2 separate regions of the Danio rerio genome follow, and region 2 is linked to region 1. The links are chromatin contacts, called in public HiChIP or PLAC-seq maps. All regions are on one chromosome and are shown on one strand. Each heading gives the region's core, a stretch centred on a gene start, on an enhancer-like site or on the middle of the called end of the contact. The rest is flanking DNA. Distances are from core to core; before and after follow the strand shown. Region 1 holds the start of tmem170a (transmembrane protein 170A). Region 2 overlaps bcar1 (BCAR1 scaffold protein, Cas family member).

What was found. HiChIP or PLAC-seq counts read pairs in DNA pulled down with a chosen protein or histone mark.
Region 2: a contact with region 1 is called in an H3K4me3 HiChIP or PLAC-seq map of pancreas, with 10 times the contacts expected there. The contact joins the enhancer-like site here to the promoter of tmem170a in region 1. A contact is called at or near these places in 8 of 18 Hi-C or Micro-C datasets (caudal fin, embryo, hematopoietic stem cells and 2 more) and 4 of 4 datasets of contacts at active chromatin or transcription factors (caudal fin, embryo, gastrula embryo and 1 more).

The regions. Positions count from the first base shown.
Region 1 is chr18:23,802,312-23,810,265 of GRCz12tu, reverse strand. It overlaps tmem170a (transmembrane protein 170A), which reads left to right and starts at 5,092. Exons shown (of 3, transcript NM_200689.2): 1 at 5,092-5,474. The coding sequence starts at 5,339. cfdp1 (craniofacial development protein 1) reads right to left here and starts at 3,612. Exons shown (of 7, transcript NM_001100035.1): 1 at 3,406-3,612; 2 at 2,521-2,653; 3 at 1,291-1,510. The coding sequence starts at 3,472.
Region 2 is chr18:24,067,997-24,075,950 of GRCz12tu, reverse strand. It overlaps bcar1 (BCAR1 scaffold protein, Cas family member), which reads right to left. Exons shown (of 7, transcript NM_001135133.2): 4 at 6,609-6,713; 5 at 3,660-4,868; 6 at 2,810-2,896. Among named protein-coding and RNA genes, the nearest start is that of nudt21, 55 kb to the left of the region's middle. Within about 2 kb of position 3,915, at least 4 of the 62 cell types and tissues checked have an H3K27ac peak or open chromatin away from gene starts, as enhancers often do. A contact at or near this core is called in pancreas and skeletal muscle, where this site is marked.

The sequences.
Region 1 (7,954 bases), core at 3,843-6,342:
TTACGCTGGATGCCAACATTATCCTCACAAAAGCTAAAAAGCTTTATGAACCTTTTGCTGACAGCAATGAATGTTTGCATCTGACAACAGGTTTTGATCTTTGGTATCATTCTATAATATAGACTCATTTTTCTATGATGGTTTGAACTTTAAGAGTATTTAAAGAAGAGAAGTGTTAAAATGCTTATGCCTCTCTGAGAAAAGTATCTATTTTAACAGCATTAAAACATCTAGAATAGTAAAAAAAAGCTGACTACTTCACAGATTTTGTGGGATTTCACTGGTTATTTTTTACAACGTAACTCCCAAGAATTAAGAAGAACCACTCTTTTAAAATCTAAACAGGGTTTCTGCAGGTTTCACAAAGTTGAATTTAAGACTAAGACATTTTTAAGACCATTATGAATGAAATCTTCAACCCATAATGAATTTTCAAATGGCTGAGATGGAAAAGATTTTCATTTGCCCTATCAAAAAAATTATTATAATTTAATACTTTCAATATTACAATAATACATTAATAATAAACAATAAAAATATTTTAGATTTTATTTCTGAGCTAAATATTTTAAATATTATGTAAAAACAAGCAAGCTCTACTTGTGTACATACATTTTTTTTCCACAGTAAACTTTCTTTTAAATAATTAAGAAAAAATTATTAACAAATGTTCATTCGTTTATTCATTTTCTTGTCGGCTTAGTCCCTTTATATCGTCACAGCGGAATGAACCACCAACTTATCCAGCATGTTTTTACATAGCGGATGCCCTTTCAGCCGCAGCCAATCTCTGGGAAACATCCACACACACACACTCATACACTACGGACAATTTAGCCAACCCAATTCACCTGAACCGCATGTCTTTGGACTGGGGGGGAAACCGGAGCACCCAGAGGAAACACACGCGAACGCAGGGAGAACATGCAAACTCCACACAGAAACGCCAACTGAGCTGAGGCTTGAACCAGCGACCTTCTTGCTGTGAGGCGACAGCACTACCTACTGCGCCACTGCGTCACCTGAACAACTGTTTTAAAAAATTTTAAAACTATAATAAACTAAATCTATGAACAACAATCTGTCCAGGTCAATGTCCTTCAGCAGTAAATACATCAACAGAGAAGGACCACAAGAATGCAGAACAAATGGTAGGGCTTTAACTAAAAAAAAAAAAGTTTAACAATAACAATCTGCATTAGCAAAATAAACATAGTAAATTTTGATTTCACACAGACTTTAAACAAAACCTCTTTTATTTGTGTTTGTATTCTTGAGCTGATACTTTACCTTCTGAGAGCTTGCACTTGGAACTTCTGCTTTGGGTCTAGGGATATCACTCAGAAAACTAGCCCAAAGATCATCTGCTTTCTTCTTCTGCCGCTCTTCAATGTCTCCTACTGACTTGGTTACAAAATCGTCTTCCTTTGGCTCATCTTCGTCCTTCTGCTGATCTGCTGTACTTGCCTCGCCATCCTCCACCAGTTTGAGGCCTCCTTTTTTCCTTTTTCTTTGGAAACAAGGAGAAAGTGACAACTACAAATTAAAACAGTTGTCATTTAATCACGGTTCACTTGCTCCAATTGCTGAGCTTCTTCTTTTGAACAAAAAAAAAAAAAGACGTTTTGTAGAATGCTGGAACCGTCAGCCGCTGACTTCCATAATATTTTTTCCTACACTGTATGTCAATGGCTAGCGGTTTTCAGCATTATTAAATTTTTTTGTGTGTTTAACAACAAAAAAAAGCCCCTTAAGATGTTTGGAACCACTTGAGTTAAGTAAATTGTAAGTACATTTACATTTTTAAGGTGAACTATTCCTACAAGTGGGTTTAAAGTAAATGTCAGTAAAATCATCTATACCTCATATTACACCTGCACAAATTAATAAATTTAAAACCGATATCTCGATTTGAAAAGGTGTAATTTCACATCGCAAAAGCTACGATTATTTCAATTATTACTATGGCGAGAGAGACATAGAACATAGAACTACATCGTATAATTATTATTTACCTATAGGCCTATTATTTAAGATTTTATTATTAATTTATAAAACTTCATTATATTTATAATACTTTGATGCATCACTTGCTTTTGTTCATATCACGGACAGTTTACCTAATAAAGTTTATTAAAATATTAATAACAAGAGAACATGGGCTGCTCTCCAAAAGCAAAAAAGATAAAATTTACATTAGTTTATTTGCTATAAATGCTCATGAAATTGATATGAAGAAAAATGTAACACAATCTAAATGTTAAGGATTTAAATTAGATTATAAATATAATTTATTTAATTTAATTAAAAATAATGTAGTTATTATCTTAATTTGTCATGAATGGTTTTAAATATACAGTAGCATAGTGTAGCGTACTTTGTGAATATGCTTGGTTGGTGCCGATAAAACCACCACATCAAACCTGCAGCTCCTTTATAAAATTACAGTAAATTGCAAATCACAATTTTGATTAGATAAATCGCAAATAGATTTTCTTTCTCCAAATCGGGCAGCCCTACCTCATATGGACATCTGCTTTACTTTTCTTCTTTTTCTTTGTTAAATTTTCCGGCGTCTGCCGGTCGTGATCCTCCCCTTCCAGCGCATCCTCCTTTACACAATCATTAATGTCATCCTCACTCAAGTTATCATCTGATCAAAGAAAAAAATGAAATAAATGTAAATAAAATCACGACAATGAGACAAAACAAACATGCAAACATAGTATTTACTGCAGCATAGACATTTGAAAGGACAATGTATAATATATGTAATATAATATTTAAAAATAATATGAAAAATGCCAAACGTCCCTTTCAATAACTCAAGATTAAAGTATATTTACAACTCTTGGGAGCAGTACAATATGAAGTAGCAGATTTCCAACTCCATTGACCTTCATTTCTCTATATACTGTTAGTTAAAATCTTTCTAATATTTTCCATAGTTAAAAATGAGTATTTTTTCCTTCTTAGTACCAGTTTGTAATTATTATGAAGATTAAGACAGTTGCCCAACAGCATGTATGATTGTTTACATCTTTGTCATCACTCTTACTGCCAGGTGAACATCTTTCAAAAACTAACGTATTAATAGTTACTTAAATATGAAAACATTATAATGCAGGGGTCTTCAAAGAGGGATATGAATATCTCACACACAATGTATGTAAACAGATGTATGATTTTCTAGATAATTATTTATAAATGAAAGCAAAGTATGAGCATTATCAATGTATTCGTTTTATTTATTTGTGCCTGCATATTAAATAAAAACGATGTAAACAGGGGGACAGTATAGGTATACATATACAAAGAACAGTCGAGTTAGCTTAGCTACATCACTACTCTTTCATATATATATATACAACCATGCTAATTTCATGCTAAACATCTTATCGTTACCTGAAGGGACATAGTCTTCATCTTCGTTTGATGAATAACCATCCGAGTCGTAATCTGAATAATTCATTCTTGTGTCGTACGTGCAGTGCGCTGTAGAATTAGCTGCTAAATCAGAGAAAAACTCCAAAAAATACTTGCAAGAAACACTGGGGCTAACCAGCTAGCTTTGAACAAACGTGTGGTTGCTTTACTAAAAGCCCAGCATGTTAGCTTGCTAGCTTCATCCGATCGCTAAAAGAGCGACTCAACGGCTCATCGTCAGCCTCCAGGCTCGTCGTTTCTTTCATCTTCAAGTCCTTGAGCTAAAATTAAAGACACAATATTTAGAAAATGTTTTTTAACAACAACAATATCAACAAATATTCAACCAAACGGTAGTAAAGCATTGTATATTGTGTAATTAATCTAAAGATAACGAACCACAATATATATTATAGGTTGTTTTGATTGTATTCTGTTGTATTAAACTTTTTAATGTTTATAATATTTCTAATTATGTAATTAAAGGTAAATATATTCTTAAGGTTAGCAATAATAACAGCACAGAGTATACAAAAAATAATAATTAAAAATCTATAAATACACCAATATATTCTGTTACAAATTATTTATATCTTAAAAAAACGTTCAAATCATGTTCTAAAACGGACAAAAATACAACAACAACAATAATAATAATAATAGGGATTATTATGACCATTGTTATATTAGTAAAGAATTAATATAATATATAGTTATTAAAATATAATATATAATTATTAAAATAAAATTATCAATAATAAGGATTGTTATGACCATTGTTATATTATTCATTCATTTTCTATTCGGCTAAGTCACTTTATTAATTCAGGGTCACCACAGTGGAATGAACCGCCAACTTATCTAGTACGTTTTTATGCAGCGGATGCCCTTCCAGCCGCAAACCATTTCTGGGAAACATCCACACACACACACTCATTCACACACATACACTAGGGACAATTTAGCCTACCCAATTCACCTGTACCAAATGTCTTTAGACTGTTGGGGAAACTGGAGCACCTGGAAGAAACCGACGCGAACGGAGGGAGAACATGCAAACTCCACACAGAAACGGCAACTGACCCAGCCGAGGATCGAACCAGCGACCTTATTGCTGTGAAGCGACAGCACTACCTACTATGTCACCGCGTCACCCATTGTTATATTAGGAAAGTTTTAATATAATATATAATTTTTAAAATATATAATATGTAATTATTGAAATAAAATAATAATAATAACAATAGGGATTATTATGGCTATTGTTATACTAGTAAATTATTAATATAAAATATAATTATTAAAATGAAATAATAATAATAATAATAATAATAATAGGGGTTATTATGGCCATCGTTATATTAGTAAAGTATTAATGTAATATATAATTATTAATATAAAATATAATAATAGAGTATTAATATAATAGATAATTATTAAAATATAATAATAATAATAATAATAATAATAATTTACAAATAACAAAAGAGTAAATAAAATAAAAAAAAAATAAAACATCAAAAAAATCCTTGAGGAACACAGAAACAAATCCATCCATATGATTTTTAAGTCCAGTATTACGGCAACCGTTCAGGGACATACCACACAAACCCTTCAAGTCCCGCCCACAAGCCCGTAGCAAATCGCAGGTGACAGCGAGATAATCTCAAACCAACAACAGTAGTGGTGGATAAAACCATCATTCATATCGATTTTTGATCGGTGTTGCAGATCGTCTGTAGATTAATAGTGCTTTTAGCTAAATGACAGCAAATCCGCACAGTCATCGGCTTTTGCGGTTTGAAACGAGCTTCTTGCAGATGGACGAGCATCTGTGCTAAAAACAAACGCTCCGCTAAAGCCCACCTTCCCTTTCTAATGCTGTTATTCGGCTTTGATACTTCTGTTACGGATGATCGAAGCGTTGATCGTTGGAGAAATGCAGGACGTGCAGATTGGATTCGTCAAGCAGATCCTCAGTTTGAATTTGGTGCCCAGGTCTAATAACACCACCTGCGGGAACAACACCTCTCTGTGCGACTTCTCGGGTGAGTTTTAACGCCACCGCCGACAGCACACATCAGCATCGACCGGCTCATATTTATGCTGCTGAAACTCTTTTGCTGTTGTGTATGTTCTCCATTACACCGAAGCCGACATTCAGCTTTCAGACTGGAGATCTGTTAGCATCTAATGCTAATGTGTTAGCTTGACCGCCTAGTTATACGTTTATTTGGATTCTTGTGTTTGTTGTAATGGTGGTGACATTGGTGGGATCTGTCTGTAGTTTTGTTGGTGTGTCTTGTTCAAATCGTCGTTCTGTATGTGTTGTTCTGTCGGCTTTATATGTGGGACATTCTAACTTACCAGAAACGTAGATTATGTGTCCCTGAAACCCTTGTTGTGCTGTAAATTTAAAATGTATTTTAAAAAAGAACTTCAGAAATAGCAAGTTTAAGTTTTCATCATTCCCATCAGTTGATTAAAAACATGAAATTATAATTAAATTCTACAAATAAATACCTTTTTACGATTGTCCCCATGTTTCTATCAGTCCTGTCACATTTGCATTACATTTAACATAAAATGCGTGCAATACACCTTTAAGGCTGTGACTGAATTGACATCATTTGATGGAGGTGAAGCTGACAATGATCAACAATACATTCTATCATTGAATTGTATGATTTTATGTTTTTGGATGATTTTTTTGAGGATGACAAGCTTAAAGGTCGGGCCCTGTCACATTTCTTATAAGAGAAAATATCCGTTTCTGTTAGAATATCCCATCTATCTCTGTCTTTCTATCTATCAATTGATTCATCATTCATATAATTAAGGTTAAAGTTGGTTTTATGTTAGCACGTTTGTTTATTTTAACAGTCCTTATATTGTTGCACACTAATTTAAATATTTGGTCTGAAATCCTGTTTATGACTTCAAAACAACATTAGCACTGTTCACTTGGCTGTAAACAAAGTTGTACTTCTATAGTCATTGACTGCTGATATATTATCCCTATTTAGAATGTGCAAATAATACTTTGCTGAAATTATGTTCTCAAGGAGAATGTCCTTATGGGCGAATATAAAACTAACTTTACTCCAGTGTTTATTTATCTGTCTGTCTGTCTATATTATATCTATTTCTATCCATTGATTGATCAGTTGTTTATCTATCTATCTACAGGATCAGGGTGTTTATGGGGTCTAAAGTTGGTAAATCGGTTTAGAGAAAATCAAGGCCCTTAAAAAGTATTAATAAATCTTTAATGTTATGTTCCAAAGTTAAATTTTATTTCATCTTTTCATTATACATGTTTATGTATAAGCTAAAAGGTTGCATAAATTAAATTACTGTGTAGGCTAATGACATTCTGTATAGTTTATAGAAAAAAGTTATGAAAGTTTATTCATATTTGTTTTGTCTATTTGTGTAAGTATTCTTTTCTATTTCTCTTCCTAATAAAGCTTACAGAGGGGTAGTAACTCAAATAATTATTTTGTGCATTGTTTCCAATTATTTAGAATTATGTTGTGTCGATAAGGAGTTGTCACAAGCTACGATTGTTAGTTGTGCTTTCTAACAATCAATATCGAGTAAATATACTTTCAAAGGCACCTATGATGAAAATATACCAACTATGTGTAGTTATGTTATGTCCACAAATAGGATCCAAATCGCTCCCATTTTAAGGCCCACCGTAACATGACGTAAGAGTGCGGTTTCCCCACCCACCAAACTGATTGACAGCTGCGTATTAACGTCTTGTAGTAACGCCTAAAATCATATCAACGAGACATGCACAACTGGGATTAAAGATCTGTTGAGCTCTCTGTGATCATCAATCATCATCTAATGTATTTTACAAGTTCATTACAGTGATTTACTTCAGCTTTACTTTATCACCACAGCCGCATGTCAGTACAATTATAAAATAAGTCTAAGAAGACGTTTCAGTCCAGGTTTATGGACGTTTAAATCAGATTTATTTTGCACATTAACATAACGAATATTCATACAGCAGTGTATTAACGTGTATTCTGTCACATTTGTGTGCAAAGTTAAACGTGTGTGCTGTGTGTGTGTCTGCTGTGTGTGTGAACAAGAACTTTGAAACTAAATTTTGTGTGACTCGTCGTTGTCATTAACAGTGTTTACATGGACATCGGTAATCAAATTATTTACATTAGATAATTACATTACATCAAATAATCATTGGGATAGTTCTTACAGTAGTATTTTTCACAATTGTTATGTGAGACCTGCTTCCTTCATGTCTGTCACCGTGCTGTTTATCTGATGCAGCCGAGACAGAGATTGAGGGACACTTTGACAGGCATGTGGGAACAGTGGACGGGGAGAACTAGCATTAAAGGCACAGACAACAAAAACAGCTATAAGATTCTCAGAGCTGAAAATTACAAACTTCTGAAAGCTATAATAAATAATCTGATGGGTGTTTTAAGCTAAAACGTTACAGACACATTCTGAAGACACAAAAGACTTCTCTTAAATCTTAAAAAGG
Region 2 (7,954 bases), core at 2,666-5,165, 270 kb before region 1:
GGGTGAGTTTAGGACCATGTTCTGTTCACACTGCAAATCTGATATTGGCCACATTTATAAGAGCAGTGTGAACAGCCATGCAAAAAAATCTGATTTGAGCACTAAGCCTTGCAGTTTGAATGTAGCCTGAGTGACGGTACGGACATTCACAGAGCTGTAAGGCTGCTGTTTAGCCGATGAAAGTAAATCCATATGATAATTAGAATGGCAAAATCTTCTTCTTGTTTTGGTGCGTTACTGCCTCATCTCACTTTGGGCTGTGTTTCCCAAACGACGACGTAACTAATATAGTACGCTGCATCATTTGGGAAAAGAGCGATGTAGTGACGAGTGTTTCCCAAAGGCCATAGTTTCTCTGCTGCAGATCCATTGTTTAAACCACTTTAGTTTTAACGTAAAAAGCCCATAATGATGCTCTAAACGGGGAGGAGTAACTACTTCTTTAGAGAAGAACCCCATCATTTCTTTGTGCAAATTATATTGTTTTACATGCTCACTCAATATAAGTTTTGGTAAAAACATGCACTCGTTTTCCATATTAATTGAAATATATGTAAATGGCACATATTGGGCCTGTGTTTCCTTTGCAAATATTGGGAACATTACATATTCTATTCTAAAACATAAAGCCACTTACAAAAGCTAACACGTATTCTAATATCATATATAAATCATATAAATAAATAAATAAATAATGAGGCGATTTATTCAAAAATGAAAATTAATATTTATTATTTATTGGGAAATGAAAAAAAAATCCTACTTTAATAATAATATTAATAATATTAATGATGATGATGAGGATTATTAAGTAGGATATTGTTTAATTATTTTAATTTTTTTTTGAAAAGTTTACAATTTGACATGCAAACCACTGCAGAAATGTTCTAATCAACAGGCCCATGTCATATACAGTACAGATACTTAATAAATAACCTACTATAAATTAAAAGCATTATTGTATGCTGTGTTTTTTGCTTTCACAAGCTTTGGAGATGTAGCCTCAATTCCACTTTTAAATAATAGGTCACCTATAGCTTTCGTCATAAGCAACGGCTGTGTTCAAAATGACACCAATGTTTTCAAAATGCACTGCGAAGGGTGGTCAGTTGTAAACATGAATATCGCTAAAACTGAACTGTAAAAATACAATGAAAGTAAATAACACCTAAGAGTGATGACTTTAATACTTTTTTTATAATTAGAAGTTTAAATGTTCGAATGTTCTAAATGAATAGAGTATAGGGGGATAACTGGGAATAGAACAAAGCCTATTCTGGAGAATTAGAAGAGCTGTAGCTGCTTCTAACTACAGCTCCAGAGGTGTAGTTGCAAGTATACAAGTTTGCGACGCAGTTTGCGAAGGTTCGTTGGAACGATGGATTTGGGAAATGGCAAATCAACAAACTGTGTATAACGACACAACTTGCGACCTTAGTTGGCTAACGATGGTTTTTAGAAACACCCCCAGGATGGTAAAGTCACCAACCAAATAGGCTAAAGACAACGAGAGGAGTTATTTCTGAAGCAGGATTCCTCGTGACCATACCTCGAGAAGTACATGTTAAGATGCAATAATGTTAATTCTGATGCTGTGCTTAAAAATACTTCAGTAATATTAAGTACTATAATGTTTTTGAACTAAACAGTGAAGTACTCAAATAAAATTTTTGTGGTAGTTTTTATTTAACTTTTTATTTTTTAATTATTGTGGTACTTTTTTATTAAACATATAATATAACATTATGTATATATGTTTTTGCAATTCATTAATAAATAGTTATATATATATATATATATATATATATATATATATATATATATATATATATATATATATATATATATATATATATATATAAAAAAATATAAATACAATATAATGCATATTCCTAAATATTTCCCTTTACTATAAATAATGTAGTATTATAAATGTGTAACACCTAGTTTTATTGGATTTTTTTGTTTTTGGTCTAATACTTTGTTTCTGTTTGGTACATAATATAGTTTGCAGTAAATAACTGAATTAAACAATTATGCCTCATGTTTCATTGATAGTTTTATTAATCACTGAGGTATGACTGACTTAGATTTAAGTTGCTTCGATTTAAAAATTAAAATTGCAAAAATAGCTTAGATGTAGTTAATCTACTTTTGCCAAGTAGCTTTTAGCTTAGTTTGTGCCATTTCCCAGGCGGTAGCTTTTCGTGTAGTTAAGCTACATTTTAGGGAGAGTGGCTAATAGCTTAGGTCACTACAATTTTCAAGCAGCTTGCCCAACGCTGTAAATAAATTACATGTATACATACAAAAAAAGTATATTTAAATTCAAACAAAACAGTGTAAAAAATCCTGGTTGCCTTAAATTTTTAAGCTGAATCAAATGAGCCTTTTGAGTCCATTGAACTATTATGTTAAACTGACTTAAAACAGCTTTTTAACTTTTAAACTTTTTAATAAGTTTAATATTTTACAATAACCTAAAACATGCTGTCAGGACTAATTGATCATATAAATTTTACAGTGTAGTAATAATAAGTCAAAGCTTAGCAAAATTAGCATAAGGTTTTTAAAAATTAGTATAATGTAAAATTTAAGTGGCTTAACAAGTGAGCATCATTAAATATGTTATTTTTTCATTAAACTCTAAATCAGCTGTATTTATACCCCTTGGCATATTTATGGGCATTTACGTTTCAATTAATCATGTTCTAATATAGTTTAAGTGATTAAAAATGGAATGTCCTAACGTTATGAAAAATGATGTTGTGTATTATTATAACATAAAAGGTGTTATAGTCTCGCATACCTGTTGCTGTTCAAGCTGAGTCTTATTTTGTTTGATGCTCCCTTTTTCCAACAGCTGTCTTTGGTTCTTCTCAAACTCTTCTTTACCCTAAAATAGAAAAAAAAAATTACTTTATGAATGAATGGATACTGGGTCGACTAATTGTAAAGCTTTTTAAATCCAAAAAGGTAGGCCACAATTTGTTTTCTATCAAACGAGCAAAGGTTTTTGTTAATTATCTGTGCACTGATTCATATTAAAAAGATAAACCTTCACTATTAGTCACAACTGGAATGTTTCCACCATATTTTTCACAGTGTGTGCTGAAACGCTTCTTTTCACTCCACAGGGGGGCAGCATAACATTACAGTGAAACTCAACACAGCCATTTTTGGCTGTTGAAAAGATTACAGAAGTCAGACTCTTAATTAAACATACCTCCTCTGATTTTTAACCCAAGTGGAGGTTTCAAATGAAACAAAAATCAATAAAAAATAAATGTTTTAGGTGATGAAGTAATCTGCCTTGAGCATATAAAATAAATAAGTTTTTTTTTTTTTTTTAAAGGAAAATATCAGTTACACAGAAAGCCTGAAAGACTAAAAAATGCCCCTATGACTAAACTGTGGTCATTTATCTGCACAGTTTCCGTGGAAGTTTTGACACAATGACAGGCAACAGCTGGTGCTAAAGGAAGATGTATGTGGGCTTTAAGGAAAAGCAGGTCTGCACATGCAATCAAGGTGATTGATTAAAGGCCTGAGGCTTGACACAGTGGGGATTACAGGCAGAGCCCATATAAGGATGGCATGCAGACCAATGAGAACATACAACTAGAAAACCAATCTGAAGATTTTTGTATTTAGCATACCTGTAAATGGACATAGTCGTAGTCCTCCATCCAACCCTCCTCTGTTGTCTCATACGGCCTATCTGGAGCCTCCTCCTCGGCTGAGAATTTGGGAGGGGAGGGTAATGGACGGGACTGGATGTTGGCCCTTTCTGGTGTCCCTGACTGATAGGCTGAGATGTTGTTATTATTGGTCAGCGAGTCACCGGTATGAGGAACAGGTGGCAAAGGAAGCTGCTGCTGCTTGTTTGTCCGTTTGAAGAGCAAAGAGGCATTGCCATGGAGAAACGATGCTAACTGCTTGGTGTCATCAGGTACACCACGTGCACACATGATCAGCCGGTCCAGGTCATCCCCACCTGTGCCTGGCTGAGATGTCATCAGGGCTGCAGGGGACCAGCCCAAAGTGTCCAGTGCCTGACTGTACCTCACCAGACCTTGGAAGGCCTCCTCCATCTTCTGCACCTGCTTGCCAAGCTTGGTCTGCAGTGTGCGGTCGGTGGCCTGGGTGGCATTGGCTACAGCACCTCTAGCGAATTCCAGCAGGTCCCTGACTGCCACACGGATGCGGTCCACGGCCTGTCGGATGGCAGGGAGGTTGGACTCCATCTGAGTGGAGCTGCGCCAGTTTCCACTGATGAACGACATGAGGAGAGAAACGGAGCTCTCCACAGCCTGTTGATGACGGGACAGACGCTCCATAGCCTGGTCCAGATCCAGGAGCAGCAAGCGACCTGGCCCAGAAGATTCCCGCACTGGCACCATGTCTAAAGAGGACGTGGAGAGATTACTGCGAGTGCTTCCAGTGCTGGACGCTGACAGCCGTTTGAAGCTGACCGTGAGCTCCTCGGTGGCCGCTGCATCACGGACCACCTGTGGAGGCACATCATACACGTAATCGCCTGAATCTTCGCCTGCTGGGCGCTCACGAGGGAAGTCGTACACATCTGTGGGGTGGTGGTCCTGTGGGCCACCTTTTCGCAGGCTGGCAGGGATGTCGTAGATCTCCTGGCCCTCAGGCTGTCGTTTTCCTATTAGCTGAGGAGGAGGAACATCATAGACATCCTCTGGTATGGGAGGCTCGGGACCGCCAGGGATCTGAGACAGATAGGCTTGGTTCTGATTCTCCAGGCTCTTCATCTTGGCAAAATGAGGAGGAACGTCGTACGTTTCCTCCCTGATTGGACCATCTGGAACGTCTTTGCTGACAGATGGAGGAATGTCATATACCTGTAAAAAGAAATAATGTGTTTACCAAAACAAGCCTCCTATAATCATAACTGAAGTCATTAGTGATCTGATTGTTACATTTTTGGTTCATATAAGTTGAGTGTAAGCCATTTTAAAGGTTTCAAGGGAATTTAGGTGTTACACCCTTATAATATAAAAACATATATAAATGAACAAACGGATTGCATTTGAGATTTGCCAAAGAGTTGATCTTTAAAACTTCAATTATGCAACAGTTAAATATTATTTCAAGCATTAGATGTTAGCAAGCATTAATTAATGTAAAAATACAGTGGTCCCTCGCTATGATGCGGTTCACATTTTCGCAGCCTTGTAGTTTCACTGATGTTTTCAGTGTGTTCTGCGTCCTGATTGGTGCATTGTGTTCTGCACCCTATGACAGATGTATTTAGACCATTGTCAATCAATCTTCTCCATGCCGTGTCTCCTGTACAGTAAAGAATGCGTTCAGCTTGCCAAATGTACATAAATCTTTGATCACTAGCAGTGTGACTCTTAAGTGCTGTACTGTATGTTTGGAGTATTTCTCCCCAACAAACCCCACAAATGTTGACGAAACATTCAGCACCATCAAAGGCACTCAAAAGGAAGATGCTAACCATCGAACTAAAAGTTGGACTTCTGGACATGCTAAAACAAGGATAGAAGTTATGCGGCTGTAAGGCGCCATTACGGAATAAATGAAGTAACATAAAGAAGGAAAAAAGTAACATATGGACGACAGCAGAAATAAAGTTCAACAAGGATGCAAAAGGGTTGTAACTGTCCACAACAAGACCACCGTAAGGAGTCTGCTTTAGTTTTGTGGATCAGTTACTGCAGTTGGATTTATTCTATAGTACTGGACGAAGGTTTGAACTTTGCGTTTTTAAACAAGAGAAATAAGTGTGAAAATGTTAATGCCTCTCTTAGAAAAGTGTATAAAGTGTGTAGTGAGGGGTTTTAGAGCCTTAAAACATCTAAAATGTAAAACATAAAGCTGACTACTTTACGGATTTCCCCTATTGCGGGTTATTTTTAGAACGTAACTCTCACGATTAATAAGGGACCACTAAACAGGAAATGTGCATGAACAATTAAATATCTAACATATGCTCAGTGTTAACTGCCAGTATATTGCAAATCAAACACGCTACCTAAATGTGGTATGAATCAATGTGACTGTGTGTACAATTTCAGATTTTTTGTGCAAGGAATACACGTTCAATCTTAAATATGCTACTTGATGTAAAACACACTAGCAATTTATGAGTGAAATTTGTTTCACATCATTTTGTTCAGTCTAGAACTGTTAAAAAAATTAAACACTATTTGATAGTGCTGCAAGGTTGTTGTTTCTTTTGGATGCTGTGTTGGGGGAGGGGGCTGACATTATTCTTCCTAGATATAAATGAAACAGGTGTTGTGTTTGACTGACTAGCCAATCAGAAAATATTTCTGCTTGTGAATCATTTAACGCTGTATGATTTGCTGTCGTCAGATTGGCTGAGATGTCATTAGTGGGTAGAGTTTAGGAGGGGCAGCATGTGTTTGAAGCTGGCGGTCAACAGTAATACAGTTGCCAAGTCTGGCTAAAAGTAGCAATCACTTACACAATCCTTTCTGCATGTATTAGAGACTTGTGGCATTTTGTTTCAGGCAATTCAGATCTCTTAAGCACCCATTAATGTGCAGATCAAATATGCAAATAAGATAAATATGAAAAAGATGGATGGGTACCGTTTGTTGGTAGTGCAGCTGGCTCTTATCCACACTAGGTGGAGTGTCGTAGATTTCCTGACCACTGGGTGGGCCTTTCATTGCCATAGGAGGAGTATCATAAACCTGTGGCACAGAGAGAGTACAGGGTCAAAAAAAGACACACATATTTAAATTTAAGACATAAATACATGACAAGAAGTAGATCCGGCTTGAATTGAATTATGTTTCTGCCCATTTTATTGATTTGTTTTTCAGAGCCCTTGGTTTTTCTCTACCTCATAGAAACTTTGAACCATTTTTTACTTCCCTTATTTTTTTGTGCATGTTAGAGCAGATTTGGAATCGAGGCACTTGGATGAATGGGGGTCAAAAGGAGCACAGGTACACTCAATAGGGGACACATTCACACTGATGTGGAGAGATTACAGGAGCACGACCTCAGACAGCAACAGCTGGAGGAAATCAGCAGTTCTGCAGAGACGCTGACCTCCACCTTCACCTACAATCGCTCTCTTTCAGTCTGCTACCTCTACAGTGGCTCGGTGGTCAGGCTGATGTGAATATGATAGAAGCTTTTGTTATGTTATTAGGAATGTTATGATGTGGCAAACTACACTGCTATAATTGCTTCTGTGATTTATGTCACTGGAATACACAGTAATGTTTAAGGGTTCTAGGACAGTAGATGCTAGAATTGTCTTGTAAGTTGCTCTTAAGCTCTTAAAGGCCTTATTAAAAAAATTCTTTTAGATGTTACATGTCAGTATGTTAATTTTAAGGATATCTATAAGCTAGAGTGCACCAAAACATTGACAAAACTCAAATTTAGAAGATATAAACAACCCAAGTCTTCGGTTTGTCACTTCTAAACAGATAAACTTTTTTGACATCACTTCAGTTTCTTTTTATATTCTCTGATCAATCAAATGCTCTCTAGTATCTGACATGTCTCGCCCCCTTTAAGGCGCTTCTCATTAGATTTTCATTTGATGCATTTGAGCTCAACCATTCTCACTGGCAGAGCTGTGGTCAAAATGAAATGCTATTGGCTGTTTTGTAAAAAAAAAAAAAAAAAAAAAGGGGGGGGAGGAGCTTCTAGATGTTCTGCCCTGTCTTTATGTTTTAGTTCACCAACAAGGACCATGCCATACTTTGAGCTAGACTTTATTGTAGGGATGAAAGAGATGGTAAGGGAACAGTGGGATGAAGTTGAAGGGAAGTAAGAGGATAAACAGTGAACAGATAGGTAGGTTGATCGGGTGTCCTACGATAATGCCCAGAGACTCAGAGTGGGGGTACCATCTCTGTTATATTTTGGTAGAGTGATTGGACGCCCTGATTCAACCCAGGAGGGAAGAGAGGGT